Regions from separate parts of the Mus musculus genome. Here regions 2 and 3 are each linked to region 1. The links are chromatin contacts, called in public HiChIP or PLAC-seq maps. All regions are on one chromosome and are shown on one strand. The core of a region is the stretch at or near the end of the contact, and the rest is flanking DNA. Distances in the headings are between cores, read along the strand shown.

Region 1 (2,630 bases), core at 34-2,533:
CTGATTTTAGCCACACTGTCCATATTTATGGTGTGTTCTAACATTGTTATTAAACTATGCTCCTTTATACTCTTTATTTTGTGGCCCACTACCTATTGGGATCTGTCATAATATCATATTATAATATATGTATGTATGTATGTATGTATATAGAGAGTAAATATACATAGTATATAATAGATATACATAATATACATAGTATATAATATATATAATATATAGTACATAATAATATAGTACATATACATAATATATACGTATAATATATAGTACATAATAATATAGTACATATACATAATGTATACATATATAATATATAGTATATATAGTACATATACATAATATATGTAGTATAGGTAATATATATAGGCCTATAACAATTATAGGCATACCACTGTTCTCCCAGCCTTACTCTTTATTGAACATGTAAAAAAAAAAAAAAAAAAAAAGAACAAGCCTTATTCTGCATACATTGTCTTCCTGTTCAACTCTTGGCCTCTTGTAGTCACCAGTTACCTCTCTGTATGCAGATTGTGGTAATAATAATAATGTTAATAATAAATTCTATGTTTTTATACAGTACATACAAATGATTGTGAATATGATGTAGAATAATTTGGTCAATTATCATGGTTTTCAGCTCTAATATGTACTTTTTCTTTCTAGTGAAAAATATCTGACTTTTACATTTACCTAACAATGTGTTTATTTATCCACTTGCTTACTAATTGATTTTTGAGACAGGGTCTCATGCTGGCCACAACCTTGTCAAACTTGCTGCGTACATAACCGAGGCTGGCCTTGAAATTCCAGCCTTCCTGTTTCCACAAGTGCTGGGATTATAGGTGTATTAGTCAGAGCTCTCTAGAGGAACGGAATGGATGGAATGAGTGCATACCACAGAGATTTACTAGATCAGCTTACACTGTAGGAACTGGGTAGCAAGACAACAGCCATGCATAGATCCAAGAGGCTAACAACTGATAGCTGTTGAGTCAAAGAAGCTGAGGTTCCAGCAACCCTCTATGTGGTGATGAAAGCCTGGAGGATTCTGTCCATGTTGGAAGACTGGATGAGCTGGGCTTTGATGGAGTAGATAGAAGCCCCAGTGAGGAGAGAGGCCACCAAGCAAAAGCGATATCCTTTCCCCCTTCTCCTTTCTATCTGTCCTGCCACAGAAGGTGTTGCCCGCTGGGTGGGGGCGGGGTGGTGCATGCCTCCTCTCTCACTGTATCCTTCCAGGAAATAGCCTCACACCCACCCAGAATTGTGACTTTCAATTGATCCCAGATCCTACTGCGTTGACAACCAAGATAAACCATTACAATGGGTGCAATAGTGTTCTCAAAACCTTACTCTGCAAAGAACACATAAAGACAAAGAACAAGCCTTATTCTGCATGTTTAACTGTTGTCTCTCCTTAAACTCTTAACCACATATATGCAGATTGTGCTAATTCCCGCATATTCTGTCTTTGTGTGCCTTGCTTCCTTTATGTAGTAAAACCCTCTCCAGGTCCATCCAAGTTGTCACAAATGACAACTTGGAATTTCTTTCTGAGGTTTTGCCGCAGGACCTTTCAGAGGCTGTGCTTGTCAACCAGTTCTCTCCTCGCCCAGTTTCTTGTCTTTCTTCATCATTACATCTTCCTCAACCATTCTGAGTCTTGACTAAAACTATCACAGCTCAGCTGATATTTGATCAGCTGTTTGCTAAAGCCCCACATTTGATGTCTACTACTTTCCCTAGCAAGAAATTCACTGATTTTCCAGAATAAAATGTGTGTCTTGACATGGGTGGTTTTACTGATTACAAAATAGGTCCCAATTTTTTTTCTTTTATCCATATGCTTGTGTATGAGGTATTGATCCATTACCCAGAATGGCTTTACCTGGTTATGGAGAGTCCAATATCAGTCTTTAAGGGAAAAAAAGAGATTTAAAAAAACCCCACCAATTTATTCACCAAACTATTCAAAAGAAGATAAGTTTATGATCTAACACAACAAGAAATCTGTGCTGTGGTGGACTCAGGTGGGCATTTTTATTCCATAGCTCAATCTTATTATCAAAAACTTATCTCTTTTCCTAACTTTTGCTCTGCTGTCTTTACCACGGTAACCATGTCCTGGGGGGGGGGGGGGGGTCTAAGAATCATGCCCAAGTTAAAAGTGCTGCTTTTTCTAGTGAGTCTTTGTTTGTTTGTTTTAAGACTTGGTCTTCCTCCAGCCCTGGCTGTCCTGGAACACATTCTAAAGACCAAACTGCCCTCGAACTCACAGACATCCACCTGCCTCTGCCTCCTGAGTACTAGGATCAAAAGTGAGCACTACTACACATAGCTAAGTCTCTTAGGAGTGTAGAAACCTTTTCAGAAGCCAACACACACACACGCACACGCGCACACGCGCACATTTTATGTCAAAAAACCCCAAAACCAGGCTGGAGATACAGCACAGTAGTAGAAGAACATTTGCCCTGAGTTCCAGCTCTGGTGTCAGAAAAATAGCGTTCCAAACAAATCTACACTCTCCTACCCGCAAGCTTAGATCCGTATTTAATCGCTGAGACATATACGGGAAGGATGGGCAAACTCTTAACGTTGGGTCTTTCCCACATAGAGAAAGTGAG
Region 2 (2,630 bases), core at 53-2,552, 240 kb after region 1:
TATTTAATAATGTACCTTGAGTGTGTGTGTTATTAAATAATGTATCTTTCATAAGTTGAGTGTGTGTGTGTGTGTGTGTGTGTGTGTGTTGCTGAAGATAGAACACAGGACTTTGGCACATTCATAAAGTTCTTTACTACTTAGCTGTTTCCCTAGCCCTGAAGTTTATTTTTAATCAAATTTTATTTTATCTGAATGGCTATTTTATGTCTGCATGCCACTTGCATGGCTGGTGCCCACAGCTACCACAAAAGGCATGGGGTCCTCTGAAGCTGGGGTTACAGCCTGTTCTGAGCTGCCATGTGGGTGCTGGGAATCAAACTCAAGTCCTCGGGGAGAGCAGTCCATGTCCTTAGCCACTGAGCCATCTCCTCAGCTCCATAAGATGATTTTCTAAACCTGAAACTACTCTCTAATTCCTGGCAGAAATAACAAAAAGTACATTTTTATATCTGAAGAGGCTCATTAAGTGATTTACTGCTGTGCAATAAACATGAATTTAAAAGGCCAGCACCACACTGGATGGTGGTGGCTCATACCTTTAATCTTAGCTTGGGAGGCAGAGGCAGGTGGGTCTCAGAGTTCAAGGCTAGCCTGATCTATAGACTGAGTTCTAGGACAGTGAGAGCTACACAGAGAAGCCATGTTTTGAAAAACAAAAACAAAAAACAAAACAAAAGGCTAGCACCAGAGCCATCTCAGAACATATGCCAAACCTAACAACACTCATGAACAACCGCAAGAATAAATCCAAGGCTTTTTTGGAGACATGCCCTCCCTATGAAGCCCTGGCTGGCCTGAAACTCTGTGAACAGGAAAAGACTTGAAGTCACAGCCATCTACCAGCCTCTGCCTCCAGAGTCCTGGGAATTAAGTCATGCGCCTCCTTATCTGACCCAAGATCTTTTTAGACTCTAGTGTTTGCTGTAGACGATCTGGCCTTGACTTTGGACCCTGTACTGAGTGACTAACCATCACAGGGACATAGCCAGTGGCCTCACAGCGTGCCCAACAGATGAGCTGTCTCTTAAAAGCTCGTGGCCATTTCTACTTGGCTCTAATCGGTTCTACTTTGAGAGCTGGCACTCTCCTCTGAAGAGCCAGGATTGCTAGGAAACTCACAAGATACATTCTGAAAAGTGAAGAGAAACATGCCTAGCTTCCCTCCCTGGCTACCTAGCACTCCAGAACTCACTGGAACTTTCATGACAGCCAAAAGGAAAGCCTGACACTGGCTTTCCCTTCACCCACACATTTTCTTCCTCTCTCTGGCTGTGGCATAAGCTTACTCCCCTGAGATTCAGCCAGCCACAGAAAGCTGAATTCAGGCTCTAGGCAGCTCACTCATGACTGAATGAGCACTTGAAATATGGCTTTGGTGATCAAGAAAGACTTTTTAAATTACATTATAATTTAAACGTTAATTTGAAGATATATTTAGTCACTGGAGAAATCTTATAACTTGAGTGTATATATTTTATATATACTACATATAATATACATATTATTGACTTTTCAGTATAAGTTTTATAAAATATAAGTATAAATGAAATTTGGAGGTTTTGTTTTGAGACAAGATCTCATGTATACAAGCTGGGCCCTTGAATTTCTGATCCCCCTTATCTGCCTTCTAAATACTGGATTTGTAAGTGTGAGCAGCCACACCAATTGTCAGTTTTGTTGTTTGTTTGTTTTACAGATAAGGACTCACGCTGTGGTCCAAGCTAACCTCACACTCATAGCAATTCTCCTGCCTCAGCCTCCCAAGTGTTGGGCTTACAAGTGTGAGCTATTTGTTTTATGTCACATCAGGAATGGGAGCCAGGACTTCAGGTACACTAAGCAAGCACTCTGCCAAAGGGGGCCAGGAACCCAGCTCTTCCGGAAGTCCTTCCTGAAAGCTTAGTCTCCAGCTGGGAGGTGTAGCAGAAAGAACTTGAGGAGTTCAAGTGTAACCTGGGTGTGGACGACCTACCTGTTCAAATGATAATGCTCTGCTCTTGTCAGGTTAAATAAAATCATTAAAAGTAAAGTCTCTTTCGTTTTCCCTTTTGAAGTTCCTGCTATCACTCACAATATTTCTACTAGATTTCCTGCTCTAACGCCGCATGAAATGCTCTAACTCAGTTTCCCCTACTGGCTGGCTCTATGACTTTAAGTGACTTAGTTAGTTTCTCTAAATGTGTATTAGCTCATCTGTAAGCTGAAGAAAACACTACTATTTCCTGAATATGGTTTTACACAGAACAAGGGTTCTTGTTGCTTTTAGTTTTTTGTTTGGTTGGTTGTTGGTTTGTTTGTAAACACTTAGGCAAGCGCCTGTTTCACAGTAGTTTATTATTGTTCGCTTTAAGTAATGCCAGGGTTAAAGGTGAAACTTGCCTAACATTCATGAGGCCTGGGTTCAATCCTCTGAACTACAAATAAATAAACTATAAAATGAAAAGAAATGAAAGTTGCTACATTGCCAACATGGAAAAATAAGAATCTGAGGGGTGGTCAGCCTTCTGCCATATTTTTCTGGACTTGTATATTTATTTAAATTTTTAAATTATATTTTTTAACTAAGAAATGTTTTTGTTTAAGGAGATGAAATTACTTAAAACACAGGCATTTCTGAAAAATCCAGA
Region 3 (2,630 bases), core at 59-2,558, 160 kb after region 1:
TGGTGTAATTGGACCCTGATTATTAGCTTTCCTTTGGTGGGGCTGGAGGGATCACTCCATCTGTAGAGACCTTGCCCTGCAAGGATGACGGTCTGAAGGATCTGAATTCAGTCCACAGAACCCATATTTTTAAAAAGCCAGGTACTAGGGCTGGAGAGATGGCTCAGCAATTAAGAGCACATACCACTCACAGAGATTCAGAGTTCAGTTCTCAGCACCTACATTGGATGGCTTTCATCTGCCTGTTACTTTGGCTTCAGGGGATCTGACAACCTCTTCTGACCTCCATGGGCACCTACAATCATATGTGCATGAGCACATAATACATCACACACACACACACACATACACACACACACACACATTCTCTCAACTACTAGTAGTGGCATCAATTTTCCTGATGGATCTATGACTCTGTGCTGTGTCTGCTAATAAAATAAAAGGCATTAGGCATACATCAGAAGCTTGCTGCAAAACTAAGCAAGCTAATATAGCTTCAAATGCTTGGAACAGAACCATGTACACAATAAATGCAAATGTCTAAGGACTCACAGCCAAGGCATCAGATTAGAGTCCTTCTCAGGCCCTCGGGATGGAGATCCCTCAAGCCTGATGGATAACTCAGGAAAATTAGGTAAAGAGAAGACAGAAGGAAAAGGTGCTGTCACTCAGGAGACAAAGGCGGGGCATTGGATTCAGTGCTGGAGACAGGGCAGAAGGCAGCCTTCAAAATGATGCTCTGTCTATGATTGAGCCATCGCTCATTGCCAGTTACAGAAGATCAGCTGCAAGTGTGGGATCTGGCTAGACAGCCTGCGTTCAAACTCCAGCTCAAGAACTATCCATCCCAGGACAGGTGCTGATCCATTGTATGTCTCTAGTGTCTAAGACAGGGACCATAGCTGGGATTTCTGTGTTAGACTCTGGAAAGGGTTACAGGAAGCAAAGGCGCTGGGTGTTTGGAGCTGAGCCCGGAAGATCTGGGTTCAAGGTTGCCAGTTTTATCTTAGAGACATCAGCAACAAATAGGCAGCTGAGCCCACAGAAATGGGCGTGTCCGGCCCCAGACCATGTGAGTAAGGCGAGACCACACTGAGGTAAGTGTGACACAACCTGAGGTAAACATCCATGTAAGTGCAGGGTTAAGTCGAAAGGTCAAGGAAACAGCCATGAGGGAGAAAGTGAGAGGCAGGAAGGCAGGCTGCAGGGGCCACGGTCCAGCTCTGAGAGAAAACAATGGCCGTAGTGAGAACAGCAGGGCTCTCTGTCCAATCACGGTCCCCAGTCAGGGGTCCTGTGACATGACAGCAAAAATCCTGCCTCAGCCAATGAGGTGAAAAAGCAAATGGCGACCTGGCCACACCTTTGTCTGGCCTCCCGAGGTGATCACAAAAGCATTTGGCACCCCGTCCCAGTGACTGCTATGGACACAACTCAACCCTTCTAGCCATGCCTTTGAACCCCTGCTGGTCTTCTGCATGTGACAATCTACAAGGTAAATATTTCTACTGGATCCAAATAGCTGGTTAAGATTAACATCTGTCCTAAATGTCAAGTCCCGTTGTGTACATCCCTGATCCCTCTTGTTTCCTGTGTCCACAAACCCTACCTAGCATTGGTAACTTCTGCTTGTTTATTTTGATAAGGGATCTGCATCTAGAAAGTTACCCCACATTGCTCTAGTAGAACCCCAAAGCCTGGCCCCAGGCCTCCAAACAAGGATTCAGTACTATGATACTGTATGGTGGTATTATTTAGGAGTGTCTACCCCACTGAGTTCCTAAATAAAAGACACAAAACCTTTATATCTAGAATAAGCCTTAAAGCACTAGAGCTGGGCAGATGGCCACCCTCTGCTAGTTTGTCTGCTTCTCTAGTAACCCTAAGACTTCAGTTGCCATGTTCTGCCTTGTAGCCTTCCATAAGCCTGAAGCAGGCTAAACCAGACCTTGACCTTGCTGCCACTAAAGAGATTATCTAGGGTGGAGCCTTCCTCCCTAGATCACTCTATTGTTCTGCCACTGCAGCTGCTGCTTCAAGATACCCGCAGAGAAGCCGCTGAGCTATTCCAGAGACTACGCCCTATTCTGAACATCATCACCTGCAGCTGGTTCCAGGCTCCAAGGATGAATTGGCGGAATGGACTTTTCTCCCCTTTTCTTTATAAGGCGTGTTCCCCGACATTAAAGTTGAACCTTGAGAAGACTAGCATGTCTTGGTTCCATTGTTTCTCAACCCACCTAGGCTCCCTCTTTTCTTCCAGATTCCAAGATGCCTTCCAGGCTCGAACCTGGACATGTGAGCCGCTGGCCAGCCCCCAACACTGCCTGGGCCACACCTACTCCATCAGGCTGACCTTCGTGCCCACAATCCACCTGCCCCACAGAATCTTCTTCCTTCCCCTCTCCTCTTCTAGTCTCTCACTCAGACCCCAAGCCCCAGAACCCAAGCCCTGCCTACCTCTTTCTGCCCAGCTACAGGCTGTAGGCATTTTTATTGACCCATCAGGGATAGCTTGGGAGACAAGGTTACATAGCATCATGTACAGGAGGATTTCCTTGTCCCTAAGGCTGTGTGTGTGTGGTAGGGGGACCAGATCTTGGAGGCCAGTATGTATCATTACAATACAT

Evidence for each region. HiChIP or PLAC-seq counts read pairs in DNA pulled down with a chosen protein or histone mark.
Region 2: an H3K27ac HiChIP or PLAC-seq map of embryonic stem cells shows a contact between it and region 1, with 6 read pairs. The contact joins two enhancer-like sites. A contact is called at or near these places in 1 of 39 promoter capture datasets (the 3T3-L1 cell line), 1 of 15 datasets of contacts at CTCF or cohesin (the NIH/3T3 cell line), 3 of 484 Hi-C or Micro-C datasets (the C2C12 cell line, bone marrow-derived macrophages and nephron progenitors), 9 of 115 datasets of contacts at active chromatin or transcription factors (bone marrow-derived macrophages, embryonic stem cells and pancreatic cancer cells) and 1 of 9 other capture datasets (embryonic stem cells).
Region 3: a contact with region 1 is called in an H3K27ac HiChIP or PLAC-seq map of embryonic stem cells, with 16 read pairs. The contact joins two enhancer-like sites. A contact is called at or near these places in 1 of 39 promoter capture datasets (hippocampal neurons), 1 of 15 datasets of contacts at CTCF or cohesin (the NIH/3T3 cell line), 11 of 484 Hi-C or Micro-C datasets (cerebral cortex, embryonic fibroblasts, embryonic stem cells and 1 more) and 12 of 115 datasets of contacts at active chromatin or transcription factors (embryonic fibroblasts, embryonic stem cells, kidney and 1 more).

What each region holds. Positions count from the first base shown.
Region 1 is chr10:95,882,579-95,885,208 of GRCm38.p6, reverse strand. The region is part of intron 3 of Gm33377 (a long non-coding RNA gene); the gene reads right to left. Among named protein-coding and RNA genes, the nearest start is that of Gm24433, 15 kb to the left of the region's middle. Within about 2 kb of position 1,283, at least 35 of the 459 cell types and tissues checked have an H3K27ac peak or open chromatin away from gene starts, as enhancers often do. A contact at or near this core is called in the C2C12 cell line, the NIH/3T3 cell line, embryonic stem cells and 1 more, where this site is marked.
Region 2 is chr10:95,642,538-95,645,167 of GRCm38.p6, reverse strand. No RefSeq gene overlaps it. Among named protein-coding and RNA genes, the nearest start is that of Gm33336, 12 kb to the right of the region's middle. Within about 2 kb of position 1,302, at least 105 of the 459 cell types and tissues checked have an H3K27ac peak or open chromatin away from gene starts, as enhancers often do. A contact at or near this core is called in the C2C12 cell line, the NIH/3T3 cell line, embryonic stem cells and 1 more, where this site is marked.
Region 3 is chr10:95,719,054-95,721,683 of GRCm38.p6, reverse strand. No RefSeq gene overlaps it. Among named protein-coding and RNA genes, the nearest start is that of Gm47708, 10 kb to the left of the region's middle. Within about 2 kb of position 1,308, at least 20 of the 459 cell types and tissues checked have an H3K27ac peak or open chromatin away from gene starts, as enhancers often do. A contact at or near this core is called in embryonic stem cells, where this site is marked.